Regions from separate parts of the Pan troglodytes genome. Here region 1 is linked to region 2. Evidence: chromatin contacts called from public HiChIP or PLAC-seq data. All regions are on one chromosome and are shown on one strand. Each heading gives the region's core, a stretch centred on a gene start, on an enhancer-like site or on the middle of the called end of the contact. The rest is flanking DNA. Distances are from core to core; before and after follow the strand shown. Region 1 holds the start of MSMO1 (methylsterol monooxygenase 1). Region 2 holds the start of TMEM192 (transmembrane protein 192).

Region 1 (5,549 bases), core at 2,165-4,664, 220 kb before region 2:
TAACAATTATTGGGCACTTTCTGTGCCAAGAACTGTGTTCAAAGCATGCCACCTGCTCTCTACATTTTCACTTTAATCCTTACCACACCTTCGTGAGGTAGGTATTATTTTATCGCCATTTTATAGATAAAATAACTGAGGTTTAGAAAGATTAAGCAACTTGCCCAAAGTCTAATGCTTAATGTTAAGTTAATGCTTAACTTAACAAATGCTAAGTGGGGAAGCCCATGCAGTCATCCATTATATTACACTATAATTATAAATAAAACCCATAATAAGCATTAGAGTACAAGGAGAATAATTCCTACAGTTTACCTAAGCCCTATGAAAAGGTATTCCACATGAGTTGTCTTTATCTTCTTATTTCCTGTTTATATTCTAGCAACTGCAATCTGCGTTCTATTGTCATCACTGCACTGAACTTACTCTTACTAAAATCACTAAGGAGGCTGGGTGTGGTGGCTCACGCTGGTAATCCCAGCACTTTGGGAGGCTGAGGTGGGCAGACCACAAGGTCAGGAGTTCCAGACCAGTCTGGCCAATATGGTGAAACAGCTCCACCAAAAAAATACAAAAAAATTAGCCGGGTGTGGTGGCGCATGCCTGTAATCCCAGCTACTGGGGAGGCTGAGGCAGGAGAATTGGTTGAACCCGGGAGGCTGAGGTTGCAGCGAGCCGAGATCACGACACTGCATTCCAGCCTGGGCGAGAGTGAGACTCCGTCTCAAAAAAAAAAAAAAAAAAAATCGCTATGGATCTCCAGCTGCCAAATCCAATAAACCTTTTTTTTTTTTTTTTGGAGTTTATTTGACTAATCTGGAAGATTTGATACTTCTCTTCTTGAAATACCGCCTTTCCTTGGTTCTTGGAACTCAAATGCATTCACTCTGACAAGTATTGTGCATTCATTGTGCTAGCTGGTGCCCTTACCCCTGAGTTCACAAAACATAAAATTTAGTGAGGAATAACAACTAGTGTCCAAACCATCAAAAATTATGTGATAAGAACAATAAAGGGGGGAATACACAGTGCTATAAACTTCTAGAGAAAGGTGCTATCTAAACTGAGACCTAGAACAGGAGAGGGAGGTGACAAATTAAAAAATAGAGTGAGGGAGAGAGGGTCAAAGGAGGGGTTTTGCATAGAGAGAACAGCAACTCCAAAGACTCAACCAGGAGATTAGAAAGAATATGAGAATTGAAGCTGGAAAGTTTCCCAGTAAACTTCCCAGACGATTCCAGATTGTCTTGGGTGATCTTAACTATTTTCTGTTTTAAAAATATGCTGATATCCATCATCTCTATCTCTAGCCCTCTCCCCTAAACTCCAGGATCTAATTATCCAAGTTTACTGGTCATATCCAGTCAGAGAGTTCAGAGGCACATGAACTCACTCAACAGGTCCAAAGGTTCAGTATGTGCTCCTCACAACCCCCGCCCAAATACTAGGCCGCCTCTAATGCCTAATTCTCAGACATAACGTTTTAAGTCTCTCCCATTCTGCTGCCTTAAGTCTTCAAACTCTTACCCAATTTAGAAACACTTGGTTTAGTTAACATTCAGGAATTTACTTTTCACAAAGGAGTGAGGGAATGGATATACTGTTGCTAACTGAACAAGGAATTAAAGAGGAGAGGGGAGACAAGGTCTTGGAAAATTGAATTTCCTTTTCCTTTACTCATTCTTGGGCAACCTAAATGACTGGAAGCCTGTTCTGGAGCAGGTTGACTAGATAAAATTTAGTTATTTGTGGATTCTCAGAAACCTTGAAGTTCAGCTGTCAGCCTGTCTCTGTCCTTTGGCACTTTAACACGGATTTCACCAGCTCCTTCATTTTCTGGACTTGCCCTGCCTCCAAGCTTGCCCTTCTTAAACCTTGTTTCTAAGATGCAATGCCACGATCTATATAAATTTAAACATCAGAGATAACCTCCTTAAAACACTCAAAGTTCAAGGGAGTGCTTGCCCTAAGCATAAAGATCAAGCCCCGCTGTGATTGATGCACACGAGGCCCTTCCAGACTTCTTCACTCTTCATTTCCTACATTCTCGCCATCCTACACTTCACATTTTTGCAGTATCTGATCACTCATGGTTGCTAGTGCTTCATTCCTCTCTGCCCACGGAAATACCGTTCCCTTACAGGTGATGTCCTCCCATCCAACTCCTAGTCATCCTTCAGTAACCTCCTCTCGGACGCCCTTCCCAACGCCACTACTCCCAAAGCATACTACATCTTACCTCCTTCTAGTGTTTCCTGCTTTTGTATAACTTTCGCCAGCCTATCACCCTGTGCTGCAACTGTCTTCTACGTCCTGTCTCCCGAAGACAACACATTTTAAAGGGCAAGAAACATGCCCTAGCCTAGTTCCATCACTTAAGAATTTCACTCCGTTTTCATCCTTTCTAGCACGTACCTTAGCCTAGGCCCACCTTCACTCCAGTCTCCTTCCGCCCCCTCTCGGGTACCACTGCCAGCGTCCCGCCCAGCGCGTGCATCCGCACCCCGAACCCGCTTCCCTCGATCTCACGGAGCACCGGGTAGGAGCCCGCCTGCTCCCCCTTCCTCGCTCATGAGCCACTCCTCCAACCCCCTCACCTGAACGGCCGCGAGATGACTGCCGGCCACCGACACCGAGGACTCGCCAGGTGTTCCAGCCTCGGAACCTGCCTCGCCTGGCTGGGGGGTGGAGCCGGGTGGGCCAGGCGGTCCGTCCTGTCGTTATTGGCCTGCGAGGGCTCCCGCCCCGCCTTCTCGGCACGGTGATTGGTCTGTGCAGTTGCCGACATCGTGTGACTCGCGCGAACGAGCTCCTGGCGGTCCCAGCCATTTGCTCCGCGGATGGAGTGAGGATAGTGAGACCTGCAGGGCCAGCCAATGGTCGGCACCGCGGAGCGCCCGGAGGCGGGGAAGCGTGAGTGCGCGTCACGGCGTGAGGGGGCGGGCACAGACGGATGGCCGCCTCGCCCTGCCGCGCGGAGTCGTCTTGGCAACTGCGTTCCCGGCAGATTCCCAGTGAGAGCCTGCGCTGTGCGGGGGAAAGTGTCGCGCCAGCCGCAGTCCCAGGACTTTTATTTCAAATGTGACCTGTGTAGCAACCGCAGCTCCCAAACCCGGGAAGAAAAGAGTATAGATGAGTCTTAAAATCTATGTTGACTGTTTTGTGTTTCCAGACACCCTTGCCTTCCTTTTTCTGGTCTACCATTTAGATTTAGATCTTTCGTCTCCCTTGTTTCCCCAGCCTACGTATCCTTTAATAAATCCCTGCATTTTGAAACGGAGAATTTCAAATGCGATTATCGTCATTTTGCAGATGAGAAGTAGAGGCTGGGAAAGATTTAAAAAGATTGAACATCAAGGGAGAGTTCGGCTCCCAGGACCTTGACCTCGCTACATGGGCTGAGAACGCCCAGGTGTTGTTGCAATTGTTGTGCTGGACGATGAGTGCCCGGGGGCGGGGGCGGGGGCTTGACGCAGGTCTTTGCAGCTCTAAAGCTCAGTTTACACCATCTCTCAACATTAAAATATTGTGTACTGGGGTTTCATAATAAAACTGTACAGATGTGATAATATACTAAAACTTTCACTTAACGGAAGAGGTGCCTTTAAAGAAAAAACCGCACAGGGGCATCATTTGGGCTAGTGAAGGCCCTTTTTCCTCCTTCTTTATTAAGGTATAATTGACAAAAATTGTGTTTACGGCGTACACATGATGTTTTGATTATGTGTATATTGTGTCAAATATATACAGCTTCTGAAAACAGAATACTATTGTTTCATTCCTCCATGCTTTTGCTCAAACTGGCCCTTCTGCCTGGAATAATCAGCCATCTCCATGCCGCCCCATCAATTCAGGTACTATCTCCTTGAGGAAGTTCCCTCTTGAAAAGTGTCTTTTTTAGATTCAGTGTGACCTGTACTTATTCGTCTATCCCTCATGTTTGGCACACACATTCTTTGTAAAGTATCATCACAGAGGTCACGTCAAATGAAAAGAAATGGCATCTGTCCCTTGGTTGTCAGGGTCAGCCCTGTCTTTAGGATGCCTTTACAGTGGTGTCTGAAACCGTCCCTATATACTTTATGAAATTAATCTGGGAAAAAGGGGTGGGGGGAACGAAATTAAACCAAGCTTGCAGCACACTGAGGATTAATAATTAGGTCAGCTTGCTGTCTGACCCCTTCCTCATAATTGTTTGCCTATTGCTTCAGAATCATGTAGACTCTGTTACAAGGTTATAGTTTCCCCTAACTGCTCTATAGACAACAACTTGAACATTATGAAACGTTAAGTTTGTGCTTTGAGATAACCTTTCAGGTCCTTCATACTGATGAAACTACTGACTCAGCTGGTCTGACAAGGAGCTGACTCACCAAAGAATGCAGTTCCCACATCCTGATGGTTTCATTCCCCCTTACCCCAGCCAATCGAGGACCCTAATTTTCCAGCCCATTGCCCTCCAGGATCCCCTTAAAAGCCCCAGCACAGAACTCCTCGGAGAGATGAATTTGAGGGTCTCCTCCCATCTCCTCTCGGCACCCTGCCATCACTAAACTTTCTCTGCTGCAAACCCTGCTGTCTCAGCGTATACTGTGCAGTGGGCATATGAATCTGTTGGTCCTGTAGTGGATGCTGTGGCACACCACCCAGATCCCCCTCTTCAAGACCTAAGCAGGCATTCCTCCAGCTGCTGAGTACTGCCAAAGAGAAGCACCTCTCCCCACGGGTATACCCCCTTTCTAGGCAACAGCTAGTCAAGTAACTGGTTGAAACGTATAAAATCCCCTAAACCAATGTAGGGCTACTTTGCTTGGCCATCCCAGCTCCAGAGCTCCCCATCCTATTGGTTGTGTGATGACTGCACTGCCACCCAACTTTTCTCTCTGCCCAAACCTGCCATCCTCTATCAGGTGAGCATCAATAGCACACACTATCGGGCCACACTTACTAGGCTTGGCATTTTATTAGCAGTGGATAAGTTACTTCTCTGTCTTATCTGGTACTTCTGTAAAATAATAATACCTACACCTCGAAGAGTTATTTATGATGATTACATGAGATAACATATGTAAAGCCCTTTGCAGAGTCTCTGGCATACAAGATATGATCAGTAAATGTCAGCAATTATTTCTGATTTGGAATTCTACCACAGTATTACATTTTCTAAATCAGAGCAGGCGTAGGTGTATGGAGGGGTCAGATTATTTTAAACCTTAAAGGCTTAGAGCTGGAAAAAAATGCTGATGCAGCAGCTCAACTCACTTATTTCCCTACAATGAAGACTAACGGGGGGCTCAGGGAACAATAGCTGTAATTTATTGAGGGCCCGCTGGATTTCAAGCATATTAACATGCATCATTTCTTTCAAACGCAACAACCTTGTGACACAGACACTACTATTGCCATTTTAAAAACAAAATAAGGATTAGAGGTTAAGTAATGTGTTGAAAGTCACAGCTAGCAATTGATAGAGGGAGCTGCAAACCCAGAACCCTTCTGTTTCTATGCCCATGGGCTTTCCAATATACCACATGGCTTTTTTCCTTAAA
Region 2 (5,369 bases), core at 2,269-4,768:
GCAGGAGAATCGCTTGAACCTGGGAGTTGGAGGTAGCAGTGAGCTGAGACCATGCCACTGCACTCCAGCCTGGACCACAAAGTAAGACTGTGTCTCAAAAGAAAAAAAAAATGCTGAACTACTTGCATAACATATTTTTAATATATTATTAAAACAATGGGTCTGGCATGGTGGCTCTTGCCTGTAATCCCAGCACTTTGGGAAGCCGAGGCAGAAGAATCACTTGAGACCAGGAGTTCAAGACCAGCCTATAGTGAGACTCTGTCTTTACAAACAAAAAACAAACAAAAATGATTATGTATGTTAATAATGCCTTAATAAATCTGATTTAGACAAAAAATGACTAACATTTGCTTAGTGCTTTGTAGAGACAACATTGTATAAAGAGCATTACATGCATTATTTTATTTAATAGAAAATCTCTGGCTGGGCATAGTGGCTCACGCCTGTAATCCCAGCACTTTGGGAGGCTGAGGTGGGCAGATCACTTGAGGTCAGGAGTTCAAGACCAGCCTGGCCAACATGGTGAAACGCTGTCTCTACTAAAAATGCAAAAATTAGCCAGGCATGGTGGCTGACGCCTGTAATCCCAGCTACTTGGGAGGCTGAGGCAGGAGAATGACTTGAATCTGGGAGGCAGAGGTTTTACTGAGCCAAGATCACGCCATTGCACACCAGCCTGAGCGACAAGAGTGAAACTCTATCTCAAAACAAAACAAAACAAAACAAAACAAAAGGAAAGAAAATTTCTGTAAAAGGGAAACTAAAACTTCCCCACCTCAGCCTCCAAAGTAGCTGCTACTACAGGTGCACGTCACCACACCTAGCTAATGTTCTAATCTTTTGTAGAGACAGAGACTCACCATGTTGCCCAGGCTAGTCCCGTACTCCAGGCACCAAACAATCCTCCTGCCTTGGTGTCTCAACATGCTAGGGGCCATAGGCATGAGCCACCTTGCCCAGTCAGCTCCTAAGAACTTAAGCTAAGTGCCCAATATCACATGCTTAGTAAGATGCAGAACTCAAACCTCCATGACTAATTCTGGAGCCCTGGTCTTAACCAGTGTGCTGTCCCTGTGAAAGTACATGTCTTGGCCAGGTGCAGTGGCTCACACCTGTAATCCCCGTACTTTGGGAGACTGAGGCAGGAGGGTGGCTTGAGACCAGGAGTTTTGAGACCAGCGTGGGCAACATAACAAAGTCCCATCTTTACAAAAAGAAAAATCTTAAAAATTAGCCTGGTATGGTTGTGTGAACATATAGTCCCAGATGCTTGGGAGGCTGAAGAGGGAGGATTGTTTGAGCCCAGGAGGTTGAGGCTGCAGTGAGCTATGATAGCGCCCCTGTACTCCAGCCTGGTTAACAGAGTGAGATCCTGTGTCGAAAACAACAACAGAAAAGCATGTCCTGACATAATAATGAAATGAAATGTGTGAACCTTGATTGGATTCTGGTTACTGAAAAAGAAAAAGCAGCAGCTGGGCCAGGCACAGTGGTGTATGCCTGTTATCCAAGCTACCTGGGAGGCTGAGGTGGGAGGATTGCTTGAACTCAGGAGTGTGAATCCAGCCTGGGCAACATAGCAAGACTCCATCTCAAAAACAAAACAAAACAAAATAAAACAAAAAAAGCAGCTAAAAAAGACATTTTGGAAACAACTTTTTGCCATAGATTGGTTATTAGTAAACATGGAATTACTATTAGTTGTGTGTAATATTGATATTGTGGTTATGAAAGAAAATATAAAATATCCTTATTTTAGGCAACAAAGTATCTAGGAATGAAGCTTCATATTGTCTTCAATTTACTCTCAAGTGGTTCAGTTAAAAAATGGCCAGGCACGGTGGCTCACACCTGTAATCCCAGCACTTTGGGAGGCCAAGGCAGGCGGATCACAAGGTCAGGAGATCGAGACCATCCTGGCTAACACAGTGAAACCCCGTCTCTACTAAAAATACAAAAATTAGCTGGGTGTGGTGGCGGGCGCCTGTAGTCCCAGACACTGGGGAGACTGAGGCAGGAGAATGGCGTGAACCCAGGACGCAGAGCTTGCAGTGAGCCGAGATAGCGCCACTGCACTCCATCCAGCCTGAAGACAGAGCGGGACTCCATCTCAAAAAAAAAGTATGCGAACACACACACCCACACACAGAGCAACCAAGACAAAAAATGAACAACTAATGAATCAAGTGTGAGGGGTACATGGATGTTCATTGTATTAATCTTTCAACATTTCTGTAGGCTTGAAATTTTTCAAAATAAAATGCAGAGAAGAAAATTTGCACGTCTAGAAAAGCCTTGTGATAAATAATTCATAGAATCTCAGGATTATGAGACCAGCCTGGGCAACATAGTGAGACCTTGTCTCTACGAGAAAAAAAAGAAAAAGAAAAAAGAAGATCACGTGGAGTCTTAGACCATCTCTTCCTTCACTAACATTTGAGTAGTTTTATCTCACACATCCTAAACTGGATCACACTATACTCAATGTACAAATAAGCATTAGAATGTATGAAAGTGGGCAAGACGCGGTGGCTAAACTTGTAATCCCAGCACTTTGGGAGGCCGAGGCGGGCGAGTCACCTGACCTCAGGAGTTCCAGACCAGCCTGACCAACATGGCTAAACCCTGTCTCTACTAAAAATACAAAAATAGTCAGGCATGGTGGCACGCGCCTGTAATCCTAGCTACTCAGGGGGCTGAGGCAGGAGAATGGCTTGAACCTGGGAGCCGAGATTGCACCACTGCATTCCAGCCTGGGCGACAGAGAGAGACTCCGTCTCCGCCGCCCCACCAAAAAAATGTATGAGTGTATATATTCTAACTGATATCAAAGTTCTCTCCGGGAGCTGGTAACAGAAAATTTCTTTCCTTGTTTGCTTACATTTTTACAATCATGAGCTTTTTAGAAAATGTCATTGAAGTTTTCTCTTTTTGAAATTCAATTTTAAAAGAAACAAGGGCCCAGTGGCTCACGCCTGTAATCTCAGTACTTTGAGAGGCTGAGGTGGGAGAACTGGCCAGGAGGCCAAGAGTTCGAGGCTGCAGTGAGCCGAGGTCGTGCTAGGGCACTCCAGCGTGGGCGACAGAGCGAGACTCTGTCTTAATAAACAAACGCCGTAAGCATTCCGAACTGCTTTGTTTCCCATTGGAGAAATCTGTAAATATGTCATGGAAATTGGAATCTTTATTCTGCTCCTGTCCCTCTGCTGGCGGAGTAGGATTTTACCGCTGGTTCTACCTAGGCGTAGAGCTGTGTCTGCAAACAACCAGGCAAGACCGAAAAAAGTTAATGTTCTTAAAATATGCAAGTGGAGCCTGAAAATAGTTAAATTCTTGGACTAGGAAGGCATCCTTAAATGCTCAAGTCTCTGGGTAAGAGCGCACCGAGCGGCTGCGGCCAGAAGCCCCAGGAACCGAGGTGGTTCAGGCGGTAGCCACCGCCCACAGTCCAGGTCTTCTGGGCCGGCACACCCCTCCCACCATCCCAGCCAATCGGAGCTAAGGGGGCGGGGATCGGGCCAGCCGGAGGCGGGGCGGACGCAGGAGGGGGTGTGTCTGGGGAGGGGCCTGGCAGGTCCCAGAAGGTGGCGAGTTTCGCGGCCAGAGGCTTACAGGTCCAGGTGGAGAGGCCGGGCTGGCCAGGGCTTCGGCCTCCGGCGTCGGGAAATGGCGGCGGGGGGCAGGATGGAGGACGTGAGTGCACGGAGGCGGCGGGCGGTTGGCCCCGGAATCCGCTTTTTCTTGTGCCGGGGCGCACGGGGCGGAGACTCAGAGAGGGAAGCCACCCTTGGCGACTGCGGCCGCGGCCGAAGGGGGCGCCGCCTGTGCCGGGGAGGCCTGGGCGCGGGGCTGTGGGAGGGCGCCAGGCGGCTGTGGGATCCGCGACACGTTGGCTCCGGGCTAATTTTCCCAGTGGAGGCTGGGGTGGGCTCCTGGGCGGTGGGCGCGCGGCCCCCGGGTGTCCCAGGCTGGCGCCCAGCCCACGCGCGGGGTACGTCTTTGATCCCGGAACTGGCAGCTTCACGTGATGCGCGCCTGGCCTGACAACCCTTCCTCCCCGCGAGTCTCCGGGAGCCGGGCCGATGGGTTCCGCTCGGATGTCCCAGGGGCACAGGGGGCGAATCTCCCTTCCTGGTGAGGTCCCTTGCCTTGGCTCTAGAGGCTGTGGACTTGGAGTGACAACGACGCTCGGGCCGGGCGCCAGCGTCCCGCAGACCTGTCGCTATCATGGCCTGGAAACCCACACGAGAGAAAAAGTGTCATGTGTTGTTTTGAATCTAGCATGGTAGGAATGCAAAGGTTTTTAAATCTTTGATAGATTCAAACCAGATTACCAAAAAAACAAAACAAAACAAAACAAAAAACCAGTGGCCTAGTTTACAGCGTGTATAGTACAGAATGGTAGCATAATTACAAAAACCTTATTTCTTTGCTTCAGTATCGTAAGATGTTTTTAGGGGAACCATGTATGTATGCTGAGAATTAACTGGATTTTCCACTGGCAAGTAATAAAATTTTTGCTCTTGAGAAATGCAAAGTTGACAGTTACATTAAAGCACTAATTTGGGTTAATAAGTTAGTAGAAATATTACTGTGATCCTATCACTGAATGAACTGCATCAGGAAAAGGAAGAGAAACATGAAACAGTTCCAGCATTACGGTAGCTTAGATTCTTGTGCAGTAACCAGTTAAATAATCTTGATGAAATAAAGACCAAACAATTTCTAATGAAACTAAAATTTTCTATTTTTTCCAGTTGAGAAAATGGAAAATTAACTGTAAGACCTGTAAGTAGATTTGAGACTCATATATATTTAAAGCAAAATTCATTGTTTCTGAGTTTTTAAGGCTGAGCTTCATGAGCTGACAATGTACGGAAAAAAACGAATATGTAAGAGGGAAATGAGAGTCTCTTAGAAAAACACGTGCAGTAAGTGCTTCTTGGTTGATGCTAAGCTGCTCTGGCGTTCTTGGATCTGTAGCTTTTAGCTTTAGGATGCATATAGTACTAGAAATCTGCTTCCTCAAACACTGGAGCCTGGGGATGGTCTGGGAGGCTCATGCCTGTAATCCCAGCACTTTGGGAGGCCGAGGCAGGCAGATAACCTGAGGTCAGGAGTTTGAGACCAGCCTGGCCAACATGGCAGGACCCCGTCTCCACTAAAAATACAAAAATTAGCCAGGTGGGGTGGTGGGGGCATGTAATCCCAGATACTGGGGAGGCAGGAGAATCGCTTGAACCCGGAAGGCAGAGGTTGCAGTGAGCCAAGATCGCATCATTGCACTCCAGCTGGGGCAACAGAGCGACAGAGCGAGACTCTGTCTCAAAAATAAAAATAAATAAAAATTAATTAGAGATTAATGT

Evidence for each region. HiChIP or PLAC-seq counts read pairs in DNA pulled down with a chosen protein or histone mark.
Region 1: a contact with region 2 is called in an H3K4me3 HiChIP or PLAC-seq map of stem cell-derived excitatory neurons, with 4 times the contacts expected there. The contact joins the promoter of MSMO1 here to the promoter of TMEM192 in region 2. A contact is called at or near these places in 3 of 7 Hi-C or Micro-C datasets (induced pluripotent stem cells and stem cell-derived neural progenitor cells) and 1 of 1 datasets of contacts at active chromatin or transcription factors (stem cell-derived excitatory neurons).

What each region holds. Positions count from the first base shown.
Region 1 is chr3:166,965,409-166,970,957 of NHGRI_mPanTro3-v2.0_pri, reverse strand. MSMO1 (methylsterol monooxygenase 1) reads right to left here and starts at 3,414. Exons shown (of 6, transcript XM_003310562.7): 1 at 2,598-3,414.
Region 2 is chr3:166,750,285-166,755,653 of NHGRI_mPanTro3-v2.0_pri, reverse strand. TMEM192 (transmembrane protein 192) reads left to right here and starts at 3,518. Exons shown (of 6, transcript XM_526719.9): 1 at 3,518-3,696. The coding sequence starts at 3,670.